Regions from separate parts of the Cricetulus griseus genome. Here region 1 is linked to region 2. The links are chromatin contacts, called in public Hi-C maps. All regions are on one chromosome and are shown on one strand. Each heading gives the region's core, a stretch centred on a gene start, on an enhancer-like site or on the middle of the called end of the contact. The rest is flanking DNA. Distances are from core to core; before and after follow the strand shown.

Evidence for each region. Hi-C and Micro-C count contacts between places; a contact is called where the count stands out from the background.
Region 1: a contact with region 2 is called in a Hi-C map of the CHO-K1 cell line, with 2.9 times the contacts expected there. The contact joins two enhancer-like sites. A contact is called at or near these places in 3 of 8 Hi-C or Micro-C datasets (all in the CHO-K1 cell line).

The regions. Positions count from the first base shown.
Region 1 is chr4:168,013,138-168,019,800 of CriGri-PICRH-1.0, forward strand. No RefSeq gene overlaps it. Among named protein-coding and RNA genes, the nearest start is that of Hmg20a, 90 kb to the left of the region's middle. Within about 2 kb of position 3,809, at least 6 of the 6 cell types and tissues checked have open chromatin away from gene starts, as enhancers often do. A contact at or near this core is called in the CHO-K1 cell line, where this site is marked.
Region 2 is chr4:167,717,293-167,724,106 of CriGri-PICRH-1.0, forward strand. Peak1 (inactive tyrosine-protein kinase PEAK1) reads right to left here. Exons shown (of 7, transcript XM_027415020.2): 7 at 1-5,534. The coding sequence ends at 4,371. It overlaps LOC118238688 (a long non-coding RNA gene), which reads left to right and starts at 5,530. Exons shown (of 3, transcript XR_004769621.1): 1 at 5,530-6,814. Within about 2 kb of position 2,404, at least 2 of the 6 cell types and tissues checked have open chromatin away from gene starts, as enhancers often do. A contact at or near this core is called in the CHO-K1 cell line, where this site is marked.

The DNA of each region.
Region 1 (6,663 bases), core at 2,559-5,058, 300 kb after region 2:
TTTTAAAAAAAGAAAGAAAGAAAAATACAAAGACTAACTACAATGGGGTCTGATAAGTGGTCAAACAGCTGTGAACCAAGCGTTCTGAAAAAATACAAAGGAAGGATTCAATGGTTGTTCAAAAAAGAGCTTTATCACTATAACAGCTTTAAGCTGGGTACTACAGCAAGGTAGTTTTGTTGTTGTTTTAAAAGAAACTAGAAATAGCCAGGTAGCTCTGTGGTAGAGCACTTACATAGCAACGTGCAAGGCCCTGAGTACTTCCTAGGGACTGCAGACAGTGAAGTGTTAGGCAAGTAGGCTGTAATGAGCATCAGATGCCATGCTAAGGGACTTTACTTTTAATTTGTAGCAGAGAAAAAAAAAAAAACAACCACAGCTGTTTTCGAAAAGCAGTAACATCAGAAGATAATAAACTAACTCAGAAATTCATAGCCATTTTTTTCTTTTGTCATGTATCCCTGTGGCAATCCAATGAAAGCTATGAACCAGCCCTTCTAAAAGCAATGTTTCCAACTACACTTACAAAACAAAAACGAAAACTAGCCAGACATGGTGGCATGTCTTTAATCCCAGCACTCAGGAGGCAGAAGCAAGCAGATCTTTCCGAGTTTGAGACCAGTCTGGTCTACAGAGTTCCCAGCCTGCCAGGGCTACATAGCAAGACCCTGCCTCACAACAGCAACAAGAAGTTAAGAAATCCACTATACTGAAATATAGCTATCAAAATATTAAAAATATGTAATACAGACATGTCTGCGCTTCCTAACAAAGCCCTAAATAACATGACTAAAACAGGATTAGTGGAGAATGCCTGTAATCCCAAATAAAGGTAAAGAAAGAACAAAACAGAGCATGATTTAGAGGTGGGAAAGATGGAAGGAGATGCTTTGATGAATAGGGCCAATATATGATGAGAGAGCTTAGAGGAAGGCAGGCTGGGGCAGAAGGAAGTGGCTGGAACTGAGGGGTTTTTGTGAGTGTTAAGGAGGCATCTCTGTTAATGGACTAGTGCTGAAAAGGTAAGTTTGGACATAGGGTTGACTTAGAGGAAGCTTAGGCAAAGTCACCTACCAACCTCTGCCACCCCTGGGTAAAGATGTCATGTTCTATGCTTTGCCCTGCTGCTCACCTTGACTATTTTTCCTTTTCCTTGACACCGGAAGAGCATGTGGACAGAGGTAGATTTTCTACTGGCTTAAATCAGCAGGCCTCTCTACATCGGTTACAGATTGTACTCAAATAGGTTTCCTGCCAGAGATTGAGCAAGGGAGCCGTGCATCTGGAAAGAAGACACTAGACTTCCTTCTGGCATGGCAGTATCTGTTTATCTTGACTGATTTTATAGCAAATGTGATTGGGATATTTACTGTTTGTCTGTAAGAACTGGATGAAAAGCTGGGCATGGTGGCACAGGCTTTTAATCCCAACATTTAAGAGACAGAAACAGGATGATCTCTGAGTTCAAAGCCAGCCTGGTCTCCATAGTGAGTTCCAGGCCAGCAGGACTACAGAGTGAGATCTTGTCTCAAAACAGAAAAGAGCTGGGTGAATATAGTAGGACAAACCAAGCACACTGCAACAACTAAACACTAACAACACATAGGAAAGGCTAGAGACTACAAAAAAAAAAATTACCAATTATGGACCTGCAAAGAGGGGTTTCACTCTCTGAGGACTTGACCCACAACTAAATGGGGCCAAGATTAATCATTCCTTAATCTTCCTTCTAAACCAAAGGATCTTTCTTGATGATCATGCCTATTAAGGCACTAAAGACTGCTGCAGGATATGTGGTAATGAGCTCCAGGTATTTAATGAGAGACAAGTACTGTTGCTGCAAGCTCTAGCATTCAGTGCCTCATCTGAAAACGAAGACGACCAACTTGCTCTGCAAAAGGAGGTCTCATTGAGACCTCACATTGAAGAGGGTAGAGAGGAAGCTCCCATTTTGAGATTCTATGTTGCTGGGAAACACAAAATCTTCTGGGAAAGGCCTTTGTTTTTGTTTTAATTAGGTAAAGATTTTACATGCAGGGAACAAGTAGCTGACTCCGGGCTCTGAGCTGTCTCCAGAGGAAGAAAGGTTAAAAAAAAAAAAAAAAATCAATGCAAAGGAACAAACAAAGACATTTGATAGCGGTAGGCCTCTTTCCCAGTCCCTGCCTCACCTGAAAGTAATTGCCTGATCCAAAAAGAACACCTATGAGGGAACAGCATCACTTCCCTCTAGTTCCTGTCTGTTCTGTGTCAGCACCTAGTCTCAATTCAGCAGGAAAGACCGGATGCAACCCTGGCCCTCTCCTCACTTGACAGGAGGAGGCCTTGACCTGCCTACGGATGCCGCCCATGCTGTCTCACATCCGGGACCTCATCACTGGTTCCTGCTTTGCTTGCTCTGGTGTCTTCTTACAATCCCAAGAGACAAGAGGACTGTGGAGCCAGAAAGGGACCCAACCCCAGTCTTCCAGGAAGAACCCTTTTGGGATGCCTGAACCTCAGCTTGTCTGTCCCTGTCTTAAAGTCATGCAGTACAAAACAAGCCGGTTCATTGTGTTCTTGGATATAAATATTGATTCTGGGTGATGTTAACATTCTGTTCATAAAAGAATGTAACATATTTCTCCCACACCATATTAGACTGATGTGTTGTTTGGCCAAGAGAAGTGGAGATTTCTGGCTTCTGCAGAAAATGTGGACATTTAAATGCATGCAGCTTTCAGAAGTCGGGGGTGAAGTCTCAGAATAGCAACTAGGGCTTTTGGCTGGCTTCAGCCCCTCACTCCTCCATCCTTGGCTTGTCACTTTGGCATTCCTAATCTCTTGTAATTAGGAAGACCCTGTCTTGGACTTCCACATCTGCTTTCATCAGGAAGGCCTATAAGGTCAGCGCTCAACATTTTAAATTTTCTTCCCTTGAGGAAAAGATCTGGGAGGTCTCCTGTTTTTCTTCCCCACTCCACGTGGGAGGGGAGGGCAAAGGCTTCAGACCAGAGGTGGTCCATCTAAGCATTACAACCGAGGCCAGACAAGCCCAAGAATAGGATGTGCTGGCCGCCTTGGCAAGGCAAATTCCCCACATTCCACAAGCGCTCTTCACGGGAAATCTAACTCATGAGAAAGTGGAATTTGTGATGTGTATGCGTGCGCACTCGGGTGCCAGCACATCTCACACAGACAGATCCCTGGCTCTCTGGTATTTCGAAAGAGTGGTAGAGCCCATTTCCAGATGTGTGGGAAGGCAGGCCGGGTCGCAGTGCTGTCAGAGGAGGGAGCGCCCTCTGCCGTCCCAACCAGGAAGCACTGCGGTGGAGGGAAAGGACCCGAGGGGTCTGGAAAGCTGATCTCGGTTAAAACCTCAGTCGGCTCACCGTAGCCTGCCGGAGGCCTGCACCTCCTCACCCTTCCCACTGCGAGCCTGCAAGGCGCTGGCTGCCCTCAGACTAGCTGGTTCTTTTGATGTTCTGTAGCTGTGAGCCAGCCAAAAATGAGGATTTGCAATAAAACTCCAGCCTCCCGCAGCATCTGCTGAGCTAGTTCCGAGGTGAGCGGCAGTGGCGCTGACTTCTGCCTGCGAACCTGGCCGGCAGCCCCAAGCCAGGAGAGACAATAGGGGCAGCGAGCCCACGAGGAGGCCTCCGGCCGAGAGGCAGCCCCGCGGCCTCACTGTGCCCCTGGAAGGAGCTGGCAGAGGCCTGGCTGGCTCCGAGAGGCTTCCAGAAGAGTGGAAGCTGCCATGGCTCAGCTCAGGCGTCCTGGCATCTCCACCGGCCCGGAGCTGGCAACCCAGACAGAGGGGGCCCCGCCCCTCTGCCCTGTTTCCTGCCAAGAAGGAGGCTCTGCAACACTGCCAGAGCCGATTCGCTGTGTGTTTGGGGGTGGGGGGGAGAAAGGGAGAGGGAGAGGGAAGGGGGGGTAGAAAGTGTGAGAGGAGGAAGAGGGAGGAGAAGAGAGCGATAGAGGGAAAAGAGGGAGAAAGAATGGGGAATGGGGGAGAGAAAAAGGGAAAGGAGAGAGAAGAGAGGGAAAGGAGAGAAGGGAGAGAGGTTTGAGTGTGTGTGTGTGTGTGTGTGTGTGTGTGTGTGTGTGTGTGTGTGTGTGTACTCCTGGAAAGCCAGGTGCAGATGGCTACTGAACCAAACTTATTGGACAACCTTTCAGTTTTGCAAGAGAAAAAAGAAGGCATAAGACAATCAGTTTCTGTTTTGAGGGGAAGGTTTTTATTTATTTATATTTGGCAAACTGAGTTCCTCTCTGCTGGGAGAACCGAAAACCCAATCCACCAAGCAGCCCCTAACAACAATGCCCTTTTCTCTCTCTGGGACCAATTTCCAGACAGCACAGCAGTCCTGACAAGGTCAACAAGCCGAAGCTGTGAGCGCAAGATCTTTATCTACGTGGGAAATAAGAAAATCATTTGACTGATAAAAGGAAATACAATAAATAGCATCTAAATTCCTGGCTGCGTTCCCCCGAGCCCCTCCTTTGCAAGAGAAAGTGCCAGGGCAGGAATACAACTGCCACTACAGCAGGTTTAAAAATAGCACTCTGCACACAGCCCTTCCTACCTTCCAGAAAGACTTCATTACCAGGTCCTCAGCCCTGAGCCTGCAGAGCCGCTGGCTGCGGGCGCTTTCTTGCCCCTGCTCTAGATTTTTCTTCTTTGGAAGCATGAAGGCAGCGGGTGTGATACATTTCCCTCCCGCTCAGCTAGTTTCAGTCCTAGCACGTCTGGCGCACACAGCGGAAGTCCATTGTATTTAATGGGGTGTTAACTCTGTTTATTCTCTAGGACTTGTGCGGTAATTTTACACTCTGCAAAACTAGCAACTTGAACCTGAAGTGCTTTTCCTCCCTTCCGTGCCACTCCAACAGGCCTCTGTCTCCAGGTTCTTCTGCAGGCCTAGAGTTCCCCAGCTGGTTCAACCAAAGTTGCTTCCCACTGTTAACACTGCTGTGGGCCGAGACAGGCTTGCCTCTCTTACAGACTTGTTTTTGCCATCTATTAAGTGGGGATTTGGATCTTCCTTGTGTACCTAGAAAAGCTGTTGACACTGGTCCTCTAGTTCCCAGCTGCTGGGTCACATGTGTATCTCCTGTTAAGACTGTTAATGTAAGTGACCAGATGATCCCAGCTAGACTAAATCTCTGAGTCTCCATCAAAACAGACAAAGCAGGGGCTGGAGGGATGGCTCAGTGAGTAAGAGCACTTGCTGTCCTTGCAGATGACTCCATTTGGTTTCCAGCTCACCACTGCCTATAACTCCAGTTCAGAGGATCCCACATCATCTTCTGACCTCTAAGGGCACCGTACACACATGGTGCACATACATGTCACACATTGCCACTACCGCCCGGCAAGCTGTTAGAATCTTCAGCCCCCAGACTCTCACAATCTCCACTGTGGTTTCTCACTAATTCTGCAGTTGACTCTCACCTAGCTTTGGGTTTGGGCTCAGACCCTTTACAATGTCTTGTATATCACCAAAAGGAAATATTTTCATTTTTACCCTTTTTTACAGGGTCTTTCTGTAGCCCGAGCTTGACTCCAATACACATAAAAGTATAGATACAAGGCCGGGCGTTGGTGGCGCACGCCTTTAATCCCAGCACTCGGGAGGCAGAGGCAGGCAGATCTCTGTGAGTTCGAGGCCAGCCTGGTCTCCAGAGCGAGTACCAGGATAGGCTCCAAAACTACACGGAGAAACCCTGTCTCGAAAAACCAAAAAAATATATATCTATCTCTATATCTATATAGATATATAGAGATATAGATCTATATATAGATCTATATATAGATATAGAGATAGATATATATAGATATAGAGATAGATATAGATAGATAGATACAAAAGTTTAAAAATAAATAGATCATTGTTGTAGTAATAAATTATGCTAGCTATATATGAGTTCTACCTTCTATTATTCTCAGAGCTGATTCACAAACCCAGGACCATCCAGGTCTCCAACAACAGGGACATCATCTGGACCATCCAGCATCTCCTCCCACATGTGGACATCCTGAATCTGCCTCTCTGGAGTTCCTAATCTATTTCTGTCTCCCTCAGGCCTTTTCTGTCTGTTGACCTGGAGACACCTCAATTCAGTTTGTCCAAAACTAAGAACAAAGTCTCCCTAAACCCGCATCTTTTCCTGGATCTGATAACCTAGTGAAGAGGGTCACTGTCCACGGGTGCTGTGCACACTTCCCCCTGGTTCTGCTCAGGACTCTCTGCCCTCATCAGTTCATTCACAGGAAGGAGTTCTCCCATGCAGCCCTTCCTCCTCCCTGCCATCCCCACCCCAGCTGTTAGAATCTTTTTTTTGGGGGGGGCGAGGGACAGGGTTTCTCTGTGTAGCGTTGGAGCCTGTCCTGGTACTCACTGTCGACCAGGCTGGCCTTGAACTCACAGAGATCTGCCTGCCTCTGCCTCCCAAGTTCTGCGTGCGATTAAAGATGTGTGCCACTACCGCCCGGCAAGCTGTTAGAATCTTCAACCCCCAGACTCTCACAATCTCCACTGTGGTTTCTCACTAATTCTGCAGTTGACTCTCACCTAGCTTTGGGTTTGGGCTCAGACCCTTTACAATGTCTTGTATATCACCAAAAGGAAATATTTTCATTTTTACCCTTTTTTACAGGGTCTTTCTGTAGCCCGAGCT
Region 2 (6,814 bases), core at 1,154-3,653:
TTCTTAGATACCAGAGAATTTCACTCTGCTCCGGCTACTGCCACTCCCCTTACTCCCACCACCACAATCACCTTCTTTTTCCTATGTACACAATGGACTGCCTGAAAATAATAGAACTTTTTTTGTCCTTTTCTTTTTTGAGGATGGACTTACCAGTTGAATTACCCTGGTCATGAAATGTGTGCAAACTCCCTTCCTCTGGCATCTGCCACAGTTCAATCCCGTCATCTAAGAAGCAAGGTGAAAAGGCTTGGCTTCTTTGGTATAACCTGTCTAGGACCTTGCATTATGGCTCTTCGGACTTCCTTTGGGGCACTGGTTTTGGTCCATGGTGTCCCCACCTATTCACTGCTGTGAGTGTGGGCAGATGGACCCCAGTGTACACTTCAGCAGGAGTGGTACTTGGGTTTGTCTCAGCGCAACACTTTGGGCCTTTGAGGATATGAGCTTCAATGAGGTAAATCTAATAACCCAGTTTTATGGGCAGCCATCCTGTTCACTTATTAGGCTGGATCAGAATCTCAATCCTTATCCACTAGTGAGGGGAATGACAAGCATGCCAGAGCTGGCCCAGGGGGCTGAGTTCCTCTTGTTCTGTTTCCAAGTGTGTGTATGCTTTATATACTCACGATTACTTCAAATATAATGAAGCCTCCAAAATCCATCCCAGCTTTTGAGACTAGCCTGTATCTTTTCAGATGACTCTGGGTAAAAGCTAAGGGAAAATCCTGACTGCAGGTCACCAGCTAATGTCTGGTGATTTTCCAGTACTGGATAAATTAAACTTGGAAAGCTGAGTGTTAGCCTTCCATGACCTACTACTACTTGGGCTTCAAGATCTTTCATGGAACTTTGCGATAGCAGGAGTTTTTACTCTTAGACAGATCGATCTTCCTGGAGGTTTAGATTTCCATGTTCATGAATACACCCTGAGCTCAGAGGCAGAACTGGCACTTCTTACAATGGGAGGCTGCTCTGACTAGCTCTTGAGTGGTGTACTTCTCGGCCCTCAGCACTAGCAGTTTGGGAGTACGAGTGCACGTTCCCCAATGACGCATCCAGACCATCTCTTGAGAACAAATCCTGAAACCCACTGCCATCGCTTTGCCTTCCAATCTAACTCTGCTTTGGGGTTGGTGGTTTTCATGAATCGCATGCTGTTTTCCCACAGGTTTTGTTGCTCGTTTGCTCATTTAACTGCTGTCTCTTATGGTGAACTTTTGCACACTCTGTGGGTGTACACATCCCCAAAGGGCTCTCCTCTGTGGCACAGGAGGCTGCTGGTAGCCTAGGCCTTTCCAGGAAATAATTCTTCTTCCCATGGCTAGATGACTATGCTAACAAGGCACTCTGAGAGACATTTACTCTGGCCTGCTATAGCCACAGCTCTGTTTCTCTAGCACCCACATGTGCTGAGATTGCTCATGTGGCTAAAGGAAAAGCTCCAATAGGGGCTCAGTTGTTCAAACTCTTAACATAATGGAAGAATCTATGGCATAGACTTTAATAGAACAGAAAAAAAAAATCTGGTCAATGCAGCTGTTACTTGTGAAAACTTCAAGCACTACGCTAGTGACACTCCAGAATTCATAATATATGTATATATAAAAGGTGTGTGTGTGTGTGTGTGTGTGTGTGTGTGTGTGTGTGTGTGTGTGTGGCTGCAGAGGGTAGGGTTTCCTTCTAGTCAATGAATGGATTAAAATCGGAATATAAAGTATCTGTGGTAAAGTTATATTGACTGGATTTCATTATTTTGAGACATTCTCAGAGGACCACCCCCTTCCTGCCTAGAAATACAGTTCTCGTCTCTGTGCTGACCAAACCTAGGACACGCTCTTCCCTCCCCCTCACATTCTGCAGCCATCCCCCAGAGACAAGTCACACAGCCACCGTCTCCGGGAAGCCCGAGGCTCTTCTCTTGTTAGCTGGCTTTCATTTTTGCCCTTCACTAGTGTGGACAGTAAGAGACACATGGAAGGAAGAGCGCTCAGTTTAGCAGTGTGGTCAGACAGTGGTAGTGGAAGTGTGCGTGTGTGTTCTCCCGCATCGTGAAAGAAGGCTGGATCCAAGGTAACGGAAAAAAAAGAAAAAAAAAAAAAAAGAAAAACAAAAGGAAAGAAACCACTACTGACAGAACAAACAGAGGGGACTAGGGAATACTCTGCATTAAATATGTAACCTCATCAAATAGTCAACATTCAGATTTACACGGGAAGGCACCATGAGAGCGACATTGAGAAGGTATGTCTCCATTTGCAAACATTGTGGGAAGTGAAGGGCTGTGCCAGCTGATGTGGTCCATGGTCTTTATGCTGCCAGTTCAGTGCATAATTAGGCAGGGAGTTATGTGCACATGGGCTACGTAAGAGGAATCAAACCCCAGCCTGCCAGGCGTGATGCAGCCATGACTCATGGCTGCCCAACTCCATGGTCATGCTATCTAGAAGAGACAAGACTCTCTGTGAGCCAACTAGCCCTCTTTCCTGGGAGTTCGGAGTCCTAGCCAGGAACACAAGGCCATTCTCCATATGCAGCCTCACACGTATTATTCTCTTTAAAAATGCATAATAAAATACATTCACCTTTTTCGATCCTCTTTGATAAGGGTGAATCACATGAAAGGCTGTTAAAAATGTTAAGTCTAGAAATTTCCAAGGCCACTAAGGTGCCACCCAAGTAATACTGCACAATCAGTCTTGGCTTTAAGACAACCCTGCGCTGGTGGATTAGGGGCTCCCCGGGGTTCTGCACTGGCAGGGTATAGAGAACATGTCTGTCAACCCTGCCACAGGTTGCTTCCCTGGAGGCCTGGCCCCTATCTCCAGCATGTGCGTGCACACAGGCACACATGTGTATACGCTCACCATTCAAGTGACTCTTGGGATTTCAAGGTTGAAGTAAACAGATACTCACAGTTTTGAATAAAACAAGTGCATGAGCATACAAACACACACAGGTGGAAAGAACACTTGCTTCTTAGCGCAAGTATGTGCCACGGGAAGTAAGGTTTCTGTAGTTCTCACTCAGGTAAAGTTGCAACATAAACACTGTAATATACAGATTAAAAATACATACAAAAATTGCACATAATTATGGGAGAGCACAGGTCCCACGGGAACAGCTCTCAGCCATCCACTGCAGCCATCAGCCTTCCTGTGAGCTGAGCTCCAGGGCCACTGCAAAGTCTTAGGAGCACTCACTCTGGGAGGCAGTCTTTCTGAAAGAGACTGGCATCCTTAGGAGCAGGTCAGCCATCTTAGTGGCCTTCCCCTCCTCCCTTGTCTTCTGGCCATTCAACTAGCCAGCTTTGAGGTGCTTTCTGAGGCGATGTTAATGCTAAGTGGACAGCCATTTCAATTCAGAGATGTTGTCTACAGCATTTGGCAGGGTAGTTAATACTGGCTACTGATGGAAGGGAGGTGGCCAGTTACTGCTTGTGGGGGAAACTGACTCAGGCACCACCAGCCCGGCTGCCCTGCTGATCGGTCTGACAGTGGTCAAGAACAGTACTTTAAAGTCTGTTCCCTGAGGGCCCCTGGAGGATTGCACACACAAGGACATTATTTCCTCATGTCCTGCCAACTATTCATAAAATCTGAACTGCATTCCATCCTGCTGAGGCACTGGTGACACCACCTTTGGTCAGCTCTGGAATGGGCCACAGACTTCAGCAGGCTGGGACAGAGTAAAGGTAAAGGACAGCCAAGCAGTGGCAGTGGGGTTACGGCTGTCAGGCTGCTCTCTGTGCAGGGTACCTTTACTGAGAACAAAAAATGGAAATGGACGACCCATGATCCAACAGACAGGAATCTCTCCTCCCCCTTCACCTTATACCAGAACAAAGGCTTGTCTGTTGCCAGTAACTAAAACTAAGCAAAATGGCATGTCCTCCTGGGAAAGAGGCAGTTATTGATACTCTAAGGAAGAGGAAGCTGCTGTGTGAGCATTACTGGATGACAGCTGATATTGGTGACATGCACTGCTAGCTAGTTAGGAGAGGCAAGCGTCAGAGTTATGGAAGAGGTGGACACTGCTTACTAAGTTCACTCCACTGGAGCTGGTCCTTCATGAATGTGCATTTCATTTTTGACCCCGTATTTGTGGGGCTATTCAGATGACAAATGTTCCAAGGGAAGGTGATTGCACGGTTGTGCAGTTGAATTTCTGTACAGTAAGGAGACATTCGGCTTCTCACTGTGCAAAGCTGTGGATGACCTTGCTGAATGGCTCCCTCTGCTCGCGGACGAGGACGGCAAATTAGCGTCTCTCCTTTCCTTGAATTCTGAGTGAGAGCACTAGGACAGGGACATGAGGGCGACATGAAGAAGGTGGAAATATTTAATAAGAAGAACAATGTCCAGGCCACATTAACGGTGTTGCAGGATTTTTACAATATAACTCAGGGAGTCTGTAGTGGCAAAAGCCAGATATTGAGCACAAAGCCAATCCTCGAGGCTGATTCCCCCCTCTCTGTCCAGGGACTTCTCAGCAAACTTGATCATCAGCAGTGTGCGCTTGATGTCCAACCAGTTTTGGAGCAAGGCGTTCTTCTGTACTAGGGTTGTAGAGGTGGTGAAGGTTTGGAAGAGATCTTCCCGGGGGCCCCAGAGCAGACACTGGAGGATGCCTTTGGCGTCAGAAATGAGGATGCGTTCAGAAGGGTTGGGATTTAGGAGACAGCTAGCAAGCTGCTGCAGGCCCCAAGAGTATGGGGAGCGGAGAGGGATTCGAGGCAGATCTGTGCGTGTGTACTCCTTCTCCTTCAGCTCTGGGTTCTCATCAAAAGGGTTGGGCAGGTGTAGCATCTCATAGATGAGGATGCCTGTCTGGAATTCATCACACTTTTTATACTGGGTGGCTGTGATAATCTCTGGGGCAAGGCGGGACTGGTCTCGGAGGATCTGGGGATCCACCAGATGGCTCTTCTGCTTGGCCTGAGAGAAGTTGCTCACAATGAGCCTTGTGGGACAAGCCGAGGTGGGGCAAGGGTCTGTAGGTGAAGGGCCGTGGGCAGCTCCCCCAGGCTGGTGCTGGACAAGCAACAAGTTCTCTAGGCGCAGATCGCAGTGAGTGACATGGTAGGGCTTGAGATGCTCAAGGCCAGAACATAGCTGTAAGAGTAGCAGACACACTTGCCTCTCATACAAGTCAGGGCTCTTCCCATGATGGGCCAGGGAATCTCGCACAAAGTCAGCCACAGTGAGATGAGGAACCTCTCTGGTGATGACTACAACGTGGCTTCTCTGCTTCCTGTTCGTGACTTGTTGGTTCTCTTTCTGGGATGACTCTGTTTCAGAGCAGGACTGGGGATTTCCCCTGGCAGTTTCTGCTTTCACCTCTTCCTCACTGTTTTCAGTTTCATCCTCTGCCTTTTCAGGAGCATCAGGATCCTTCCAGGGAAGCAGACGATTAGGGACTTCAGCAAGGAAATGACCACAGTCCTGCTGGATATTAAAATGCACAGCCAGACTCTGCCGGACAGCCAAGCTATGGTAATACTGCTGAGATTCCTGAGTTTTGCTCTTACAGATCTGAAAGAGAGCAAGAAACATGACTTAAACTCGCTTCCATAACAGACTCGGGATATGCTGAGGATGGTTCACTGGAGGGTGGCTCATTAGGAATAAACAGTCGCATAGTGAAGTCTTCAGGGTTTTGGCAGCCAGACCTATGCTGAGTGGCCACTGCTGGTAGCACCCTTTGCCGTGGTGCCTACAGTCAAGGCTGTGCTCAGTACTTTATGTATACCACTTCCAGCGTTCACAGGAGCCCTTCCAAGTGGTCCAGGGTTTCAACCGTGGCACTGGGAAATTGCATGCACACACGCACAAGAATGAAACTTGACCCTTGTGCTCTCACCAGTTACAAAATCAACTTAAGATGAATTAAGACTTGGCCTCAAGTTATGACCTGAGGTTATAGAACCAGCAGAAGAAGGCAGGGAAAAGGCTTTAGGATGTTGGAACAGGAAAAAAAAATGCATATAAGACTCCAAAGGGATCCGCAACAAAAGCATAAACAGACAAATGAGATTACATCAAACTAAACAACTTCTGTACAACACAGTAAACAGTCAACAGACTGAAGAGATAACAATGGGTGATACATTTGAAACTACACATCTGATAAGAGGCCAATATTGAGAATATATAAGAAATTCAAAATAAAAAATAATAGCAACCAACCAACCAACCAAAAAAAACCATAACAATGACAAAAATAACTAAAACTCAAATAACCCAATTAAAAATAACTAGCAAAAGGCATACAATGGGATGGACACACACACACACACACACACACACACACACACACACACACACACACGGAAAGGCAAATCAAAACCATATGACCTCATATTACAATGGCTGTTACTGGGGCTGGATGGCTTACCAGTTAGGAACTAATTGCTCTTGCAGAAGACCTGAGTTCTGTTCCCAGCACCCATGCCATGAAGATCGCAACCACATATAACTTCAGCTCCAGGACGATCAGATGCCCCTGGACTCTGAGGGTGCTTGCACTTACATGTACACACTTCACCCCCCACATATACATAATTAAAAAGTAGCAAAAATAAATCATAGAAAAAAAGGAGAGCTGTTACAAAAAGCAAAGTGCTGGTGAGAGCATGCAAAAAAAGAACCTCATGCACACTGTTGGTGGGAATATAGAGGAGCACAGGCTTGTGGAAGACAACGGACAGCAGCCTCAAATAACGAAAATCAGAGTCACTATATGACCTCGAAAGCTCACTGCATGACCACAGGAAATGCAAATTATATTTCTTGTTGACTGGATAAATAAAATA